4 separate regions of the Sus scrofa genome follow, and all the other regions are linked to region 1. Evidence: chromatin contacts called from public HiChIP or PLAC-seq data. All regions are on one chromosome and are shown on one strand. The core of a region is the stretch at or near the end of the contact, and the rest is flanking DNA. Distances in the headings are between cores, read along the strand shown. Region 1 has its middle 85 kb from the start of CD180. Region 2 has its middle 130 kb from the start of PIK3R1. Region 3 has its middle 110 kb from the start of PIK3R1. Region 4 has its middle 150 kb from the start of PIK3R1.

Region 1 (3,059 bases), core at 68-2,567:
CTCATGATCCAGAGGGCTTCAAGGGTCTTTGAACCATCCAGAATAGTTTGCAGTATGTATATATCTTTATGCTATGGGCATTTTTCTGGGGAAGCTCATTGCTTTGGTCATATTCCCTAAAGCAGTCTTTGGTTTTCCAAATGTTAAGAACTCCTGAACTGGATACCTAAACACCTTAATCTTTGAATATGCTGTTACACATCAGTGATTCTAAGGTTATTCTGGTATATTCTCTTGGGGGGGGAAGCTGTGATTCTCTAAATCTATTACGTTTTCATGGTAATGTGAGGACAGTTGGAGATACATGTTCTGGTCCATACTTGTTTCCTAGTCTCGGCTGGGCTTTTGGGGGAAAAATAATTAAGGAATGAATCTTAAGTCCGTCTAATCTCCCCAGTTCCTGATCTTGCCTGTTCATCCCACCCCCGAGGGTCACAGCCCCATTGTGAAGCCCAAGCAGGTTTTGGCTCAACATCTGTGCTGTGGGGTGCCTTTCACTCTCGCTCCAGCCCTCCACCCAGATATGCCCATTTGCCATCCCATTCCAGTCCCTAAACCACTGACTGTAACTGAAAAGCTAAATGGAGGAGTTCCCGTCGTGGCGCAGTGGTTAACGAATCTGACTAGGAACCATGAGGTTGCGGGTTCGGTCCCTGCCCTTGCTCAGTGGGTTAACAATCCGGCGTTGCCGTGAGCTGTGGTGTAGGTTGCAGACGCGGCTCGGATCCCGCGTTGCTGTGGCTCTGGCGTAGGCCGGATTCAACCCCTAGCCTGGGAACCTCCATATGCTGCAGGAGCGGCCCAAGAAATAGCAACAACAACAACAACAACAACAAAACAACAACAAAAAAGACAAAAGACAAAAAAAAAAAAAAAAAAGAAAAGCTAAATGGAGAGTGATCTTTGGCAGGTGAACCTTTTAATACCCTCAGGATACCCTTTCCCTCTGGTAAAGGAACATCTGCTGCTGAATTATTAAGTCTGCACACGCAGAAGGAGGTAGAGGTGGAGGAATGTGTTCTTTTCGAAGGGGAGAGTTCCTGGGGTAGAATTTCATACTGGGTGAACTTGTTGGCAACACCCACAGAAGTGGCACGTCAGACCATTCTGCCCACGAGCATTTTAGAAAACAAAATGAAATCAAATGACCCTCTGTTCGACATACACAAAATTCACTGTTTCAAAACACTTTCAACATAATTTTTGTTCCTTTAGATTTCTTGTTCCCAGGATTTGGCCCCGCCCAGCAGGGGATTACTGAATATTCTGAGAATTGTGTCTTCTGCCCTGAGTGTGACCTTCACAGTGTGATGCATGATGCAGGGATGGTCACAGACAGAGCACAGGCTTCTTAATAGGAGGAGGGCTGTGGGCGTGGGGAGGTAATTCTGTCTATATTACCAACTGCTCTCCATTAGATATCATTCACAACTTTACTTTGCCTCAAGTGTGGGAAAACTGTTTCCCCGAAGCAGCACCTGACCTTGTCCAATTCTAAGGCACAGGGTGAAGTGAGCTGAAAAAGAAGTTGCTAGGGCTGTTAAGGGTTAGCTTGCATCTGCTCTGGATAAGTTGGGAAAGCATGAGTGAGAATTTTCTGTGTCTTTTTTTTGTTTGTTTGTTTGTTTGTTTTTGGGGGCCACACCTGTGGCATATGGAAGTTCCCAGGCTAAGGGTCAATTCAGAGCTACAGCCACCGGCCTATGCCACAGCTACAGCCACACAGGATTTAAGCCGCATCTGTAACTCACACCACAGCTCATGGCAATGCCGGATCCTTGACCCATTGAGCGAGGCCAGGGATCGAACCTACAACCTCATGGTTACTAGTTGGATTTGTTTCTGCTGCGCCACAATGGGAACTCCCTTCCTGTATTTCTTATAGGCATTCTGATTTTGTATCCAGAGCATAAGAAATTCAGTCTAAGCTGTTTGGAATTCTGAAAACCATGGAGTTTCTCTTCTTTCTTAAAACAGAATTTCTTCTAAAACAGAATTTCTTCTTAATTCAAGACATAATAGATACACATTTTTTAAAAGGAAAATTATTTTCTAAAGACTAGTGGAATCGGTTTTGCATTTGTTATCCTTAGTGTTTTAGGTACATATCAACATGAATGTATGTGACCTCAGCTCACTAGGCAGGAGGCATTTCAGTGATTTTTGAAAGCTAGGGCGGTTCATCATTTCCCTTCCACTGAGTGATCCTCTTTTACCAGCTTTAGTATTTTCCCTAGAGTATTTGAAGGAAGAAAATGTATAGAAACTTTTCTATTCACATCGCATGTCATCAAAGCCCTGTTGTGGCATAGGTTTAACTCTTGAACAGGAGCCCTTTGATAGCTCAAAATGTGATGTTCAGCAGTTATTGCTTTTTGAGAACTCCAAGAACACACAGCATTGCAGTTTTTGAAACAATCATCTCTTTTCTTTGGTTTCTCATCTCACTTGGCTCCTACAGAGACATGAGACAGGCCCTGTTTCTGTTTAAGTAGAACAACTGACATTTATTGCCCAGCTGGAAGGAGAGAGGTGGGTTGACTGATTCCTTTTTTTTCCCCCAGCTAAAAATGTGATATGGGTTTGTTATATGTTTATTTAATCTTAATTCATGCTCCCCTATAAAAATCCTGGTGGGAGAAAGAAAGCAAAGCTTCAACATATGTGTTGAACTTGGAATAAGAAACTTTAATCCTTGGAAAAACAGTATTGTATCATTTGCAGATTGCAACTAATCACAGTATATTCAGACAGTGGCAGGAACATTTTAATATTCAATTCACACAATCATGCATTAAAGTGACCTTTTGAGTGCATATTTTCTCTAAATTTTCTTTAGGCCTATATTTATTTTATTTGACTGAAACCCTAGTGGCCTGTGAAGTGAACCAGATGTTTTCCATTTACAGAAGTTGCACCTGATAGAGCTTTAGCAGGTTTGCTGGTTACCAGCTGTTAGCCTGTATTCTCAGCATCGGTACGTATTTTAACTGCAGAGAACAAATAAAAAGCTCCATTTATTGGGCACTTATGTGTTGGGCCCCTGCTCCATGCTTTAT
Region 2 (3,420 bases), core at 33-2,532, 630 kb after region 1:
TCAGGCCCAATGGTCGGGACTCAGCTATCCTAAACTAGAGGTCAGAGAGAGGAAGCATTTAAAATGGAAAAGAATCATCTGATCATATGCCACACACCTCCCTCCTCCCCTTCTCGTGATGGTCACTACCACACACAAAATGAATTCAGGGTCAGAAAAGAAAAGTTATCTGTGGAAACAGACAGTCATTTCCATCTTTTCTTCTTCATGGTAGGAACACCCCATAGTTACAAGCAAGGGTTCAGGGTGCCAGAGATCACTGACCTATTCAGATAGACACACTTCTTTGTGTTCACAAATATTCGTGCATTTTGGTATAAGCAAGAGACGCTTCGGAGATGCGTCATTTCTGGGAGTGAGACTGACCCCTTCTGGAACTGACGATTTGGATGACAGAGAGCTGCTGAATAATCACATGATCTAAGGCAGGAGAACTGTTTTGACCACTATCAAGAGAAGTGACGTTGAAATCAAATTTTTTTTCCAGAAGGAAATAGAGACTATGGGTGTTGCCATGGTGGCTCTGCAGTTAACAAACCCAACTAGTATCTCTGAGGACTCAGGTTCGATCCCTGGCCTTGCTCAATGGGTTAAGGATCCAGCATTGCCATTAGCTGTGGAATAGGTCAGAGATGTGGCTCATATCCAGAGTTGTTGGGGCTGTGGTGTAGGCCAGCAGCTGTAGCTCCGACTGGACCCCTAGCCTGGGAACCTCCATGTGCCACAGATGCAGACCTAAAAAGACAAGGAAAGAAAGAAAGAAAGAAAGAAAGAAAGAAAAAAGAAAGAAAGAAAGAAAGAAAGAAAGAAAGAAAGAGAGAGAGAGAGAGAGAGAGAGAGAGAGAGAGAGAGAGAGAGAGAGAAAGAAAGAAAGAAAGAAAGAAAGAAAGAAAGAAAGAAAGAAAGAAAGAAAGAAAGAAAGAAAGAAAGAAAGGGAAAGAAAGAAGGCAGGTAGGCAGGCAGGCAGGCCGGCAGGCTACCTGACTCTATCTGTCATCTGAACAATGTTCTATCACATGATGACCCCACCACTCCGGGAATGAGGCTTTCCTTTATGGGAAATAGAGACCTGGGGTCAACAGCCCCGTGGTTAGGGAAGCAAGAAGCTGGGTGAGTGCCATGGGAAACGTACACGGGTTCCCCCACAGATTTCCCCTGTGAACAAAAGCAGAAATCCACCAAAAGGACAAGGAAGTTAGATTCACGTCCCTAAAGGGGAAGATGAAGCATGAGCTGTGCCTGTGTGAGCAGGGTGACGCCACACAAGTGGAAAGAAAGGTCAGATGCTGGGGAGGCCAGAGTCAAGGGCAGCATGAGGTCACGGGATTAGAATGCCAGGGCTTGAATCCTGGCTTCAGCATTTACAAGCTGTAGGACTTCAAGCAAATTAACTGAATTATCTGTGCTTTGTTTTCCTCATCTGTAAAATGGGAATGAAAATGATTATCTCATAGGGTTGATGTGTGGATTAAATTGGTTAATACATGTAAAGTGCTTAGAACAATGTCTAACACATAGTAACCCTGTATACACGTTAGCTATGATTATCAGTGCTTGCTATTCTTACTATGCTGAAATGTTTTGCCATATATAAAGCAATATACAGTTGTAAGGCATGGTGTTGGATTGACCAGTGTGTTAGACTACTAGGGCTATCATGACAAAGTACTGCAGGCTGGGTGGCTTAAATGTCAGAAATTCATTTTCTCATAGTTCTAGAAGCTGGCAGTCTTAGACTAAAGCACCGGCAAGGTTGATACTGCCAAGGCTCCTTTCCTTGGCTTGTAGATGGCTGTCTTCTCCCTTTGTCTTCACACGGCCTTGCTTCTATGTCTATGTCCTCATCTTCTCTTCTTCTGAGGATACCAAACGTATTGGATTGAGCCCACCCTAATGACCTCATTTAGCTTTAATCACTACTTGATGATCCTGTCTCCAAATACAGTCACATTCTGAGGTTCTAGGGGTGGGGTGGGGTTAGGATGTCAATATATGAATTTGGAAAGTGGCAAGAGAGACTGACACACAATTCAGTTGGTAATAACCAGCTGTCAGTTTGGTTAAGCTGGAACTGTGTTCTAGAGTTGGCCCAAAGAGGTACTTGTGCAGAAAAAAAGTGCAAGTCTGTTACTCTCTGGATGTCATAGAAGAAGTGCCAGATAGATGTGGAGATACCAGAAGATAGATGTGGAGATGCCAGAAGATCCAGGTTCTCCTGGCTCCCCTCTGCTCCCCAGCCCTTCTTCCAGATTGTTGACCCTACTGACTAACAGTGGCTCGGAACCATCTCTAGACAAAAGGCTGAGGACTCAGACTTTTCCCATACCCCTCATGATCCCACTTCAGTGGCTGGACAGGGTTGGCTTCTAGTTTGACTAGCTGGTGAATCCTCGGGTCTTCCACTCCCCTCGCCTCTCAGAATTGTGTAAAATCTCTACAAAGTAAATGTCTTATCCTATTTGACTCATAGTGACCCTGCTTGTGTGATTGAACCCTGACCTATACAGGAATAATAATACTAATAGCAACAATGATAATAACAAAATCTTTTGGAAATATTATCACTGAACCTGAAAAGAGACTCTGACTCACTCCATAGCATGCATTTGAAGTTCTTCTAATTATCTCAAGGCTGAGCTCACTCCAAAGTCCTCTGAATTAGTCTTCTTGCTTTCATCTCTCCTGGCTCCAATATGTCCCACAAAAGACTGCCAGAGAAGATTTCTTGAACCACAGTTATGTCATCAGGTGACAATCAAGGGAGGCCCCCAGAAGACAGCTGAGTAGAAGGCCTAGAGAACAACAGGTTGAGATTAAAACAAAAGGATGGAGGATTCCTAGAGGGATATCTCCAGGGAGGAAAAAAATAAGATGGATGCAAAGCATGGGAAATATTAAGAGGGCGGTTTATAGTACCATTGGGTCATTGACAAAAATGGTAATGGGAAATAGAAAATTAAGAATTTTTTAAAAGGAGTATTAATTCTAGGACATACAAAAAATCATGCAAGAAAAAATCTATACAAATGATACTACTGCGCTCAAAGGTGGAGAGTTTTTAGGCATCATAATGTAATCTAAGCACAGCTAATAGCAGGACGATGTATATCAGAGTAGGTTGTGAAGTCGGCATATGAAGAGAATGAGAAGGGGGATAACATGGCAGGGCAGGAACCACACCGGAGCCTGTGTGAAGGCTGTGCCAAGACAAGGTTTTAAAGAGATCTGACTGTGATGGGGAGCTGAGAAATGGAATAGCAACTAGAGGGTCATGTGCACAAGGGAAGAATCTGGGCAGATACCTGAGCTTATTTGCAGACGTTGGGACTGATGTAGGAGAAGAAAGCTGATAACAAAACAGGAGAGAACAGAAGAGAACACTGGAGAGGGGAAGGGGGGACAGATTCAGAGCCCAGATGC
Region 3 (3,512 bases), core at 650-3,149, 660 kb after region 1:
GGAAAGAGGCAAGCAATATTCAGAAGGAAAAGGGGGCCAGATTTAGTGACAACCTCAATGAGAGAAGGAGACAGGTTATGGAAGGAAGAAAGGGAGGGAGGGAGGAGGGAAGGTTAATTACCAAGGCTTTATTCTTGGATGGCCAGGTGGACCATGGCTTTTTCACAGTGGCCAAGGACACAGGAAGAAGGGTGAGTTGCAGAAGCAGAATGATAAGGTCAATAATGGGTCCGCTGGGACTTAGCTAAATGCATGGTAGCTAGGCAGTGATGCAATGTAGATTCTTAGAGGCACATTTTTTTAATATGGGGGAAAATGCACAGGGGGGGTTACATGAATCAGTCAAGGAGGAGTCAGAGCCTGGGTGTGCTCATTCCTAGCCCTGAGCTCTTTCCAGTACACCCTCCTCCTTCATAGTTTGTAGCAACAATGCAAGATCAGGTCTCTCCAGTCACCCACCAGCAAATCACACATTCGTTTCTGTGGTTGCACACTAAACTTTTTGGGAAAATAAGTCTCCAGGAACCTCATCAGAAAGTCCAAAATCATTTTAGATGTGGGCACTTAAACTAATGTTTAATGGATTAAGGGTGTCATTCAATAATTTGATAGACAGATTTGTTCCATGTTTAATTCCAAGCATGCAGACTTGATCTACTCAAAAACTGTTTCTAATTTCTCACCATCTGAGTTTATTGAAAATATCCTCAGTGTGACTCAAAATGCCAAGTTCAAGAAGATGTGATCATAAAAAAAATGTTATTATAGCTCTTCCTGAATATCCCCCACTTTCTCCATCTCTGGTTCAATCCCGAGTGTAAAACGCATGCAGGTGGAAACCTACTCCCAGAGAGAGGACCTCGCCTACTCCTATCTCAAGAAAGTTGACATTTGGGGTGGTGTGGGTTTCTATTTATTGAATTCATTGATCCTCAGATTTTCCTCATGGTAAAGGCAAGGGCAGCAAATGTCATAAGAAAGTCACATTTTCCAGTGTTTTCTTGGTATGCCTCACACAGTAACCATCCTCATAAAATGAATTTCTCTCTCAGCTCCTCAGAGCGTTGTGCCCAGTGTATGAACTTCTGAGCAGTCACCTAAGAACAAAAAGCACCATGAGAGTGATTTTCTTTTCCAGTCTGTGTTTTCAAGGTCTAGCTGTGAACTCGTTCCAGTCTGTGTTTTCAAGGTCTAGCTATGAACTCGTTCCTCATTAGCTGAAACTATAGAGATCCACAGGCATTCTCATCCTCGCTTACAAAAGGCCAAATTTTCAGGATATATGTCCCATCCTTTTTTGTTTGTTTTTAAGGGCTTTTTAATGGGGGAGCTCTCTAGTGAAGCAGAGCATTTTGACCTTCAAATAGAATTAAAAATGGGGAAGTTACCATAAAGGCTCAGCAGAAACAAATCTGACTAGCATCCATGAGGATGCAGGTTCGATCCCTGGCCTCGCTCAGTGGGTTGAGGATCCGGCTTTGCTGTGGCTGTTGTGTAGGCCAGCAGCCACAGCTCTGATTTGACCCCTAGCCTAGGAACCTCCATATGCTGTGGGTGTGGCCCCTAAAAATACAAAAAGAAAAAGAGAGATGAATGAATAAAAAGAATTGAAAACTCTGGAGAAAAAAAAATTCTTCCAACTTTTTGCTGAGAAGAGCCTAAAGAAGCTGCTGGAGAAGTTTACACAGAGTAGAAGATTTTAGCAAATACTGAAAGTAATTTGCTGTATGTGAACCTTAATTAAAAAAAATAGCCTAATATTTAGACAGCTTCTTCCACACAGAGATCTCCAAACATGAGCTCCCTGGTTCATCCAGCAGCCTTGGGGTCACTGACTCATCCCTTTCCTATGGGCAGAAGTTCTCGCCAACTCACATTCAGGGGGCTCCCTCCTCCACATCCCTAAACACAGTCCTTCTCTGTTTCCACTCTTGTTGAGATTCATTTCTGACTTCTCCTTTTTCCTCTCAGCAGTGCACAGAAATGGCCAACAGGTCCTGAGTTCATTCTGGCAGAACAGGCTTCAGTCAGCTGTTTTACAAGTGCTCCTAGAGACTGGATTCAACCCCTTCAGAGAGGAGTCCCCATAAGCTCCATTCAAGGTTATTTCTCCTAACTTACCAATCTAAATCCCTAGAGTTGGCCTTGTGTCCTACTTTTATATTTTCCATTTCATGAGATGAAGAATGGCTGGTCCCCCACTTCCTATGATCCCCTTGTATAAACTAGCCAATAGAAATTGGTTTATGTTTTTATTTTATCTCGCCAAGCAAAAGAATGTGGGTTTCTTTAATCTCTTTTCATTTGCTTTTTCTACCATCTTTTTTTCATTTTCTACCATCTTCATCAGTCTTTGCTTTCCTGCCTCCACTGGGGAGTTGCTAACCTAACATAGTCCTCTCTGTAGGGTCTAACCATTACTAGTTTGTTGGGAGATGTCCTTCTGGCTGCTTCATTGGTTTATGCTCCAGCCCTGAACTGACCTTTTGAAAACCAGTTTTGGTTTTCTGACTCATATTTTGATACCCAATTCCTTAAACATATGTAAAACCAATACTGCCTTTGTGCAGTCACTTTTTCTTCTTGCTCTGCAGCCACTCTCAGATGCCAGCATTCATTTGGCTTCCTCCAAACAGTTTGGCAAACAGGTTTTGAGCTCTGATGCCACTTTTCCCTGTGGCTCATCCCTAGTTTGAGGATATAACTCTGGCTATGGAGAAACTCTACCCAGGAAGTCCCCATAATTATCTAGCTTTTCTCTGTGTCTTCAGCATCCTTAACCACCAATACTGCCTGCTTTCCCACACTGCTCAGGGGAATTTAGAGAAATATATAGAGCTATATAATCAAGATCAGGTTCTCAAATCTTAGGTATAGACATTTATTTAAGGTAAAAAAAATTAATACGGTGAACATGTGAATGTCACTTATTTAATCGAAGAGTTCCCACTGTGGTAAAAGGGGATTGGCTCTGTCTGCAGCACCAGGATGCGGATTCAATCCCCCATCTGGCACAGAAGGTTAAGGATTTGGCATTGCCAAAGCTGCAGCACAGTTTGCAATTGTGGCTCAAATCTGATCCCTGGCCTGGAAATTCCATATGCTGTGGGGTGACCAAAAAATTTTTTAAAAATTAAAAAAAAATAATTTAAATGTTACTTAAATATCTATAAGCATTAATACAGGCACAAACTCCTTATATCTATAGCTGTTATACCAGTATCCAGCCAAAATAAAATTAAAAATTGTATATAAACCAAAAATGTGCAAAATTCAAATAAAGTCATTGAATGCAGACAATGAAGTTGTGTTGGAATGAAATCCTCTCACTCAATGTGAAAAGAGCACTATCTGCAATGGCAAAGATTCTTTTGAGTTTTTCATATCTATAGTGTTGTTTGTGATGTGATGATTCCATTTTAGTAGCATATTTTCCCATCAAAATTTCTGTAAAGCCTTTGACCTTGTCATGTCTTTGGAACTTCATTTGACTGGAACACATTATTTAGGGG
Region 4 (3,484 bases), core at 438-2,937, 610 kb after region 1:
GGGTGAATTCAGACTGAAGAGCAAGGACACTGGGTGATATGAGGGGAGTTCAACCAGTTAGTCAACCATCAGGTATTTATTACATACCTACTGTGAGTTACACATCATGCTAATAACAAAGCTAAAAAGACACACTAAATGATAAGTGAAGCCTTTCTTTTTTTTTTACTATCAATTCTGCTTCTATTTTTAACTTGTAGTGATCTATAGCTATATAGGCTTGGCACGGTGGCCCCAGGGTTTCCAATTTGTAGATTTGTTCCACTGTCAGTCACCCAAGTTTGCTCTGTTCTTTTATTTTTAAATTAAAGTATCATTGGTTAATGTTGTATTAGTTTCAAGTGTACAGCAAGGTGATTCAGATATGTATACGTTCTGTTCTGTGGCATCAAAATACAATAAGTTCTTCAAGATTAGACTTTGGACCAAAGAGAGAGAGCAGTGGATGCTGAAATGTGGAACAAATCCATGTTGAAAAATCAAGTTTACCAGGCGCTAGGATGTTTTCTTTTGTTTTTAGCAAAGGTGAGAGTCAAACCTAGAAGGGAGGAATTCCAAGGATGAGACCCTTACGTAGCCCTGACTCCATTCTGTTGCATTTCACGTATCCTTTGAATCTTTTTCACCACCACGTTATTATCCTGAGAAATAGTCCCCTTTAATTGTATAGTTAAGTTCAGACAAAACCCCTAACAAAGCTAAGACTGGCAGAAGCTACTAAATACTATTGAGAAAAAAAAAAAGATAATAAATAAATATAGCAGAAAAAACATGGCCTCTAAAGCTTGTCGAAAGTGTTTTCTGACTTCCTATCTTTGGGGTCCTGGAAAAGCCGCTTATGCTCTTTTAGCCTCTTTTCCTCTTTTGGAAAATGAGATTAATAATACCTATCTTTTAGGCTTATATTGGGGACTAAATAAGGTTTATTCCTTCAACAGATATTAGGATGTCAGACACTGATTTAGATAAAACGGTGACACACCCCCAAATCACACCTTTATGGAACTTAGGTTCTTGTTAAGGGAAGATAGACCATAAGCAAATCAGTAAGTTAAAGGCATGGACTATATACATTTTTTACAAGGGAATAACCTATGGGTAGCTATGTCTAAAAAGAAAAAATACATAAACCACCTGTTCTCTATACCTATTGCTCAAGAATGTATTTTTAGAGGAAGTTGGCTTCTTTGCCTGAGAACAGCATTTCAAGGGGGGAATTTAGCTATCCAGAGGAAAAGGCCAAATTCCATTTTATAACCAAGACATTCGGAGAATGAGGAACAAGGCTTCTATGCGTAATAATGTAAAAGGCCGGTCTGGGACAGTAAGTCTGATTGAGAGAAACTTGACCTAAGGTAGGTAAGCACAGAGTTGAAGGCACTGGGCCAGCCCCTGACCAGAGGTCTCACAAGGCAGCAGCCAACCACTCGTCCCTGTGAAGAAGTTGAGCTCCTGGTTTTCAGGAGTAGGGTATCTGGTATACGGTCTAAAATTGCCATCTTGGCCTTGTAATTGCTTTATATTCTGCCCAAGCCATTTATAAAATTGTATCTTACACTGAAACTAGGAGGTAGTTGTGCTTTCTGGGTAAAGAGAAAGGCCATAGTTCACTCCTGGAATGCCCCAGGATGGAGAGAGAACAGCAGGGTTGATGAGGGAAGGACAGAAGTGTGGAGAGAAATGACTGGAGGAGAAGTCCAGGGTGAGGTCAGCTCAGAGAACTTGTAGGCGCATTTTCTGGCAAGACTTAGGATGATTAAGAAAGAAGAAACTCATGAAAGCAAGCTCCTGTGGAATGGAGCTCATCATTGAGCATTCACGGCAAGCTTCAGGGGCAGGAGAATTGGGGACTTTTTTGAGTATCTATGGAACATTCTGGTCATAGAGTAGATATTCCATAAATGCTCATTCCCTTCTTCATCCTCTTTATTTCCATAATAAAATGATAGGGAAGAAAATCAAAGTTATGAGAAACTGTTCACCCACCCAGGAATATTTTGTTGAGGTACCAGAATTAATTTGCCTATGGGGCAATATTGATACAGGATGCTTACAATAACTTTTCAAGGCTCTTTGCCACAGACAAATCATATATATACATATATATAGTTTATTCTCTACATGGGATAAAGCATATCAACTACATTTTTAAATTGTATAGTATAATACAAGCTAAATCTATATTAAAATGTTAAAAATGATTAACTTCTAGTTGACTATAGTTGGTTTTTTGTTTTCTTATTTAATCTGTTTTCTAAATATTCTTCAATGAACATATTTCTTTTTTATTAAGGTATAATTGATTTACAGTGTTGTGCCAATTTCTGCTGTATACCATAGTGATCCAGTCATACATATGTGTGTGTGTGTGTGTGTGTGTGTGTGTGTGTGTACACACATTCTTTTTCTCATACTATCTTTCATCATGTTCTATCCCAAGAGATAGGATATAGTTCCCTGTGCTGTACAGCAGGACCTCATTTCTTTTTTTTTTTAATTACTCAAATGAATTTATCACATCTGTAGTTGTATAATGATCATAACAATCTGATTTCACAGGATTTCCATCCCACAACCCAAGCACATCCCTCCACCCCCCAAACTGTCTCCTCTGGAGACCATAAGTTTTTCAATGTCTGTCAGTCAGCATCTGTTCTGTAAAGAAGTTCAGTCTGTCCTTTTTTCAGATTCCACATAGGACCTCATTTCTTATCCATTCTAAATGTAATAGTTTGCATCTATTAACCCCCAATGGCCGGTCCATCCCACTCCTTCCCTTTCCCCCTTGGTAGCCACAAGTTTGTTCTCCATGACTGAATCTGTTTCTGTTCCTTACATAGGTGCGTTTGTGCCATATTTTATATTCCACATATAAGTAATATCATATGGTATTTGTCCTTCTCTTTCTGACTTAGGATGCATCTATATTGCTGCAAATGGCATTATTTCATTCTTTTTCTAATGGCTGAGTACTATTCCACTGTATCTACATAGCAAGTCTTCCTTTATGTTTTTTTAATTGTTATTTCCCCAATACAATTTTTTCCCCACTGTACAGCATGGTGACCCAGTTACACATACATGTACACATTCTATTTTTGTGCATTATCATGCTCCATCATAAGTGATTAGACGTATTTCCCAGTGTTACACAGCAGGATCTCACTGATAATGCATTCCAAAGGCAATAGTTTGTATATATTAACCCCAAGCTCCCCAACCACCCCATTCCCTCCCCCTCCCCCTCCCCCTTGTCAACCACAAGTCTCTTTTCCAAGTCCATGGTTTTCCTTTCTGTGGAAAGGTTCATTTGTGCCATATATTATATTCCAAATATAAGTGATATCATATGGTATTTTTCTTTCTCTTTCTGACTTACTTCACTTAGTATGAGAGTCTCTAGTTCCATCCATGTTGCTGCAAATGGCATTATTTTGTTCTTTGTTATGGCTGAGTAGTATTCCATTCTGTATATATATACCAC

Evidence for each region. HiChIP or PLAC-seq counts read pairs in DNA pulled down with a chosen protein or histone mark.
Region 2: a contact with region 1 is called in an H3K27ac HiChIP or PLAC-seq map of alveolar macrophages. The contact joins two enhancer-like sites. A contact is called at or near these places in 2 of 2 datasets of contacts at active chromatin or transcription factors (alveolar macrophages and skeletal muscle).
Region 3: a contact with region 1 is called in an H3K27ac HiChIP or PLAC-seq map of alveolar macrophages. The contact joins two enhancer-like sites. A contact is called at or near these places in 1 of 47 Hi-C or Micro-C datasets (fibroblasts) and 1 of 2 datasets of contacts at active chromatin or transcription factors (alveolar macrophages).
Region 4: a contact with region 1 is called in an H3K27ac HiChIP or PLAC-seq map of alveolar macrophages. The contact joins two enhancer-like sites. A contact is called at or near these places in 2 of 2 datasets of contacts at active chromatin or transcription factors (alveolar macrophages and skeletal muscle).

Annotation. Positions count from the first base shown.
Region 1 is chr16:45,671,459-45,674,517 of Sscrofa11.1, forward strand. No RefSeq gene overlaps it. Among named protein-coding and RNA genes, the nearest start is that of CD180, 85 kb to the left of the region's middle. Within about 2 kb of position 1,318, at least 9 of the 83 cell types and tissues checked have an H3K27ac peak or open chromatin away from gene starts, as enhancers often do. A contact at or near this core is called in alveolar macrophages, where this site is marked.
Region 2 is chr16:46,299,874-46,303,293 of Sscrofa11.1, forward strand. No RefSeq gene overlaps it. Among named protein-coding and RNA genes, the nearest start is that of PIK3R1, 130 kb to the right of the region's middle. Within about 2 kb of position 1,283, at least 11 of the 83 cell types and tissues checked have an H3K27ac peak or open chromatin away from gene starts, as enhancers often do. A contact at or near this core is called in alveolar macrophages, where this site is marked.
Region 3 is chr16:46,327,557-46,331,068 of Sscrofa11.1, forward strand. No RefSeq gene overlaps it. Among named protein-coding and RNA genes, the nearest start is that of PIK3R1, 110 kb to the right of the region's middle. Within about 2 kb of position 1,900, at least 2 of the 83 cell types and tissues checked have an H3K27ac peak or open chromatin away from gene starts, as enhancers often do. A contact at or near this core is called in alveolar macrophages, where this site is marked.
Region 4 is chr16:46,280,789-46,284,272 of Sscrofa11.1, forward strand. No RefSeq gene overlaps it. Among named protein-coding and RNA genes, the nearest start is that of PIK3R1, 150 kb to the right of the region's middle. Within about 2 kb of position 1,688, at least 1 of the 83 cell types and tissues checked has an H3K27ac peak or open chromatin away from gene starts, as enhancers often do. A contact at or near this core is called in alveolar macrophages, where this site is marked.